Linked DNA regions of Mus musculus: region 1 is linked to region 2. The links are chromatin contacts, called in public ChIA-PET maps. All regions are on one chromosome and are shown on one strand. The core of a region is the stretch at or near the end of the contact, and the rest is flanking DNA. Distances in the headings are between cores, read along the strand shown.

Evidence for each region. ChIA-PET counts read pairs in DNA pulled down with a chosen protein or histone mark.
Region 1: an RNA polymerase II ChIA-PET map of effector CD8 T cells shows a contact between it and region 2, with 32 read pairs. The contact joins two enhancer-like sites. A contact is called at or near these places in 4 of 484 Hi-C or Micro-C datasets (B cells, CD4 T cells and nephron progenitors), 2 of 115 datasets of contacts at active chromatin or transcription factors (bone marrow-derived dendritic cells and effector CD8 T cells) and 1 of 9 other capture datasets (embryonic stem cells).

The regions. Positions count from the first base shown.
Region 1 is chr10:96,397,373-96,400,072 of GRCm38.p6, reverse strand. No RefSeq gene overlaps it. Among named protein-coding and RNA genes, the nearest start is that of Gm33782, 90 kb to the right of the region's middle. Within about 2 kb of position 1,317, at least 102 of the 459 cell types and tissues checked have an H3K27ac peak or open chromatin away from gene starts, as enhancers often do. A contact at or near this core is called in B cells and effector CD8 T cells, where this site is marked.
Region 2 is chr10:96,272,875-96,275,618 of GRCm38.p6, reverse strand. No RefSeq gene overlaps it. Among named protein-coding and RNA genes, the nearest start is that of Gm40747, 15 kb to the right of the region's middle. Within about 2 kb of position 1,433, at least 111 of the 459 cell types and tissues checked have an H3K27ac peak or open chromatin away from gene starts, as enhancers often do. A contact at or near this core is called in B cells and effector CD8 T cells, where this site is marked.

The DNA of each region.
Region 1 (2,700 bases), core at 68-2,567, 120 kb before region 2:
ATGGCTAGTGCTTAAGATTTCTGTCCATCTGTTCCTTGGAAATGTTGTCATATATAAATGAAAGGACCACTCGGGTCTTCCCCTGCCTGTGACATTGGCACCAGGACACGCCCTCTGCACAATGGCTCTTGTTGAAGGCAGAGCCCCCAGGAAACCTGTCACCCCAAACAACTGTCACATTCTGTTGCGATCAGTCATAGAAAGAATGGCAGTGCCCTCCCCACCAGCACTGGGGATGGGTTGATGGTCACAAGACTGAAAAGACCTTGCCTTGTCTGCCAACAACAGGGGTCTGTGCAGCTGCCCGGCCCAGGCAGCTGGGGCTGCTGGAGGGTCTTCCCGCCCACTTCCTGTGTCTGGCTTTGATTTCTTGAAGGGCAGATGGTCTTACTCCAGTATCCTCCCGGTTAAGCCAGACAAAAACAAGTCCAAAGCTGCCCTTGCCTGTCTGTCGCTCCTCCGGCTTTGTGTCACCCTATTCTGAGGTATCTGCATCCAGGTCTTTCTGTTTTAGAAAGCTCTGGTAGGGAAGCAAAGACCAGGAGGCAAAATGTGTAGATAATAAAAGAGAACTCCAAATAATTTTTGCTTGGAAATAACATATTGGAAGGCAGGTCTTCTTTTGTTGCTATTTGTTCTTTTGAGGTAGGCTCTCCTGTGGCTCAGGCTAGCCTCAAACGTGCTCTGTAGCTAAGGATAACCTTGAATTTACAACCCTCCCATCTCCACCTCCTGCTTGTTGGGGATTACTGATCGGTGTCTCCATGCCCAGTGTATGAAACGCTAGGGATCCAGACTCACCTGAGTCTGGCCTGCGGGACTGGGGTGGGGCCTGAGCATTGGGAGTTTGAGGAGCTGCCCCAGTTACTCTAATCTGCAGCAGAGCTAGAGAATCTGATCCCAGCTAAGGGTTTTCAAAGTTGACTGAGCATCAAAAGCCATGAGGGGGAGACTAGGAAAGCTGAGAGCACTCAGTGCCCTTCCCACCTTGAAATTGAGTTGTGCTGGAGCCTGGGTATATGCAGTTTCCTCCCTCCCTCCCATCGTCCCTCTCTTGTTTCCCCCCTATTCTTCCCTCCCTCTTTCTCTTCCCTTCCAAGGATTTCATTGGTGTCTTTTATCGCTAATACGTTGTCTTGTTTTTCCTGGTAAATTTTTTTCATAGTTAACAACCACATCTGTTGGTGGCACGTAACATGATGGCTTGCTGTACGCACAGGTTGTGGAATGGCTCCATTGAGCTCCTTCACATGTGTGCTGTCTCAAGCTTGCCTTTCTCCTTTCTCACCAGCACCCGCCCACACCTTCAGTCCCTCCCTAAGCTGCGGTCCTAAGTCACATGCTGAACTGTCTGACTTCAGACTTCACCAGCCCCATTCCCTCAAGCTTGGTGCAATGCACGGCTGTTAACTAATTTGCATGTCTCTTTTTCACAGTAAAATCTAACTAGCTCCTTTAGAAAGAAAAAAAAAAACCAAAACCAACCAACAACAACAACAATACCATCTTTCTCTGGTTTTTCTGCATTATATGGCAGATGTTCAATTACTGGTTGTGCATTGAGTAAATCAGGGTTGGTTTTGACAGTGAAAGACAAGCACGCAGGAAAGGTCCAGCCATCTATGGCATCTGATCTAATAACAGCCCCGCATTTCAGAGCATTCGTCTAGAGGAGGAGTTTCTGTGTCTTGGGATGTGGTGGGAGGGCTGGCATGGCAAAGCACTCGTCAGAACACCAGAATAAAAAAGGCTTTATGCATAAGCAGATTGTATGACATTACATCAACAACTCTCCTTTTAAAACTGGCATTTAATGAGTATCTCTATCAATAAAGGCCTTTTAAGAGCTCTCCATAAAATGTTGTGAAAAACGAGAACGTTTAAAATCCAGGCCAACAATGAGCCCCATTCACACGGCTTCCTCACACGCTTTCTCCAGTGTCCTGGGCTCAAACAGCCTCACTTATTCTCCGCCGGCGAAGTTGGCACATGCTAACCATATTGATTGTCTGATTACAAATAGAGCCCGTGGCAATGAGGGCTTACAAGAGGAACCCATTTGTCCCTCTGGGTTATACATGGATGTCAGACTTAATACACGTTCAACCACAGAGCAATGGAACCAGGTAGGAAAGTGTGATTCCCAGGGAAATTAGACTCCTGGGGTGAACAATAACTTCGTTGTTTCACGGGAACCTTTCGGAGCCATTCCAAAGAGATGTTTAAACAAGGGTTTACTAATCCTTACTAATTTCTAAAGTAGCTACTCTCCAGGAAGAACGGGCTGTCTCTTGTTCTTCATTGATCGATAGAACATTTAACAGCAACAATGTGAGGTTATACAGCCAGAGCTCTTTTGGAGTCTAAAACCCAGAACTGGCAATGAGATATTTTGGCAGAGGGATAGAATTTGCATGGGAGTAGGGAGTCAGTTGCTTTTATTTCTGTGGCCTTCTGCTCAGATGACCACTGAAAGGCAGGTTTGTCCCTGTGATGCAGAAACCAGTCCCTGGAACGGTACCCTGGTGCTATCATTAACGATATCAGGGAAAACCTGATATGAGAGCTCCTTTGAGTTTCTGGTCAAAATGGTTTCACTGTAGCTCCGTGCCTCTCCACGCCTCTGTTTCCTACCATTGGGTTGGATTTTCCGATTTGAAAAATGTCAAGATACTTGGATGTTGACTTTTTAAATCTAGT
Region 2 (2,744 bases), core at 184-2,683:
TTCAAAAGGACAGAGGTAGGTGGCAGTTGCTGTTGAGCGAATATCAAGAAATGGCAGCTATAATGTTAGATGCAGTTCAGTCCTACAGCTTAACCTAACTGAATCTTTGGTCTTGAAAAGTTTCCAGGCCATTCTGGGTTTCTGCTTTCTGGAGCTGTCTTTGTGTTTTGGAGAGTGGTTGGAAGAATAGAGAGCAAAGCGAAAACTATGTCCTTCTACTCAAAGAGCTGGTAGGGGCAGGTTTGCTTAAACATCAAGTATAGTTTTACCAGGTTTAAGATGAAATACCGGCTGCATGCAATGCTCAGGTTTTTCTTATTCCTTGTGGTCGAAGTTGTTAGAAGTGGGATATTAACTGCACCAAAACCACTTTCACTTCTAGATAAAATACCAACAGAAATGTAGAGCCAAGAAAAGGTCAAGTTTCATTTTAGTCATTGTCTGGAAAAAAAAATCACTATTAATGGTCAAAAGAGTTGTTCTAAAATTTGAGCTGACACCACATCTCCTCCAGAGTATGTGACACAGTGGTCTGGGCCTTAACCTCGGGGTCTCTGATTCAGTAAGACTGCAGTGGGGCTCGAGGATTCACGTCTCTAATAAATGTACAGGTGACACGGATACTATGGGCCTGAGAAACCTCACTTTGAGAGCTTCACTCTTTGGATACCATGGGGGAAAGACCATGATGGCTTTTCTTGTTCAGTTTGATGTCGGCAGCCAAAGTGCTTTTAGCGGAGAAATATCCAATTTGCAATCAAAGTCTGCATCAGACCCCTGACCTACCTGTCTATCTCCTAGTTTGCCTGCTCTGGGGAAGCTGCTCCGGGAGATACTGTTTCAATCAATTATAAGTAAGTGCAATGTATTCATGGCTATCTTAGAGGAAATGGCCTTGAAATCAGACTCTCCCTGGCAAACTTCATTAAAGAGAACAGAGAACTTTTATGTGATTTTTTTTTCCTCTAGCTGGTATACTGACAGAAACCTTAGCTTTTATTCTCATCCAATGGTGGTATCTAAGAAGCAACCCCCACAAACTCCGCATGGATTCAGGTAGTGATGTTAATTAGGTTGAGTCACAAAGCTGAGGTGAAGCTAAACTGGATGATTTGTGCATCACAAGAAAATGAGCTATGCTCCCTGAATGCCTATTTTCTCTAGCATATCATAATAGAAGTGTGCATCTCACATACAGGGTCCTGCCTAGGTCTGTTCTTTACTATAGAAGCAATGAATAAATGAATAAAAATATGTGCATGCCAATGTCTGGTATGGTTTGTCACATGAGCCAAATAAAACTGCTGAGGTAAGGTCTATACCATAGCTGGCCAAACCTCAACTTCTGTGTTTTGCACAGCTGTCAACACTTTGTGAGGGAAGCACCAGTTGTGGCAACTACTCAGGCCACAGAAACATTTCCAGTGGCTGCATCGAATGCTTGTAGCAAGGTTCAGTCTTCCTGGTAACAGAGGAGACAAGACCAATCAGAACAAAGCGTCTCCCTGAGACAGTGACTGGGGCAAGAGGAAGTCAGGTGACTTAGGCAGAGTCACTAAATCTCCTCTGTGATATTTAAGCCAGTGATTGCAGGAGATGCCATTCCCCTTCCGTTGTCCTTACTTTACACACTGAGTGTTAACACAATCAGGTACCAATTAGGTAGCAAATCAGTAACAGATATATTGATACGAAAGAGAAGAGTTGAGGAAATGAGCGAAGATGGCGAAAAATGATAAGTGTGATTAGAGACAAACCCCTCTGTCTATTTCCTGGATCTAGAGTGAAGCTTCCAGACACCCTTGTCATTTAATCTGAGCCCACAACAGAATCACAGTCTGAATCATATGAACAAAGCTGAGTACTGTGTTAGGTCTCACCCACTAGAAACCCTTTATACTTGAGCTTCCAGACTTTTTCTTTTCCCATGCTTTCTGGGCTTGCTGTCAACACATATGGGAATCTTTAAAGCTATGAATTGAAGACCCCAGAACCCCGCTGCCCCCAATGGAAGAAACCTACATTTTCATTTCAAGGGACCCTGTCAACTGATCCAGACTACTCATCTTACACTTCCCATCAGCTAAAAACAATTGTCTACCATGCATAGTCATTAAGTATTTTAAATTCTATTTGTTACACCAGTCAGAATTGTCCTAATAAAGAAATTATTTAGCGTGCAAATACCACTGAAAGTACAGTGCTCTAAGCTACCCTCTAAGAGCTGGGGTCAGAGGAAAACAGAAGCGGCTTGAAGACTGATCCCTGCAGCACTTTGATATTTAAAATCTAGGAATGAGAAAAGAAACTAGCAAAGGAGTCCCAGAAGAAACATCTATGTGTAAAAAGGAGAAATAAAGAAAGCTTCGATGTTAAAACAACAAAAATAGAAGTCCCGGAGAAGAGATAACCACTGTGCTCTACACAGTGCTGCAGGGTCCTTTGGTTCTGGGTTGCAGTTTTCAATTCTGAGATGCTTCCGTGTTCTACCTACAAGTATCCTGTTCTCTTAAAATTATGTGAGTTGGACGGTTAATGTGGACCAAGAACTCTTGATTGTGGTAGGATTCCTCTCACATGGTCTCCAGCAACTCCTGCTCCCTAGCCTTCATGTCCTTGATAATCTTCCCCCTCTCCCTTGACTGTGCACTGAAATCACTGCTGTATTTCTAATACACTGTGGCAGAAGTGACACAATGTCTCCAAAGTTGGATTAAGAAAGCATCACCACTCTCACTATGAGT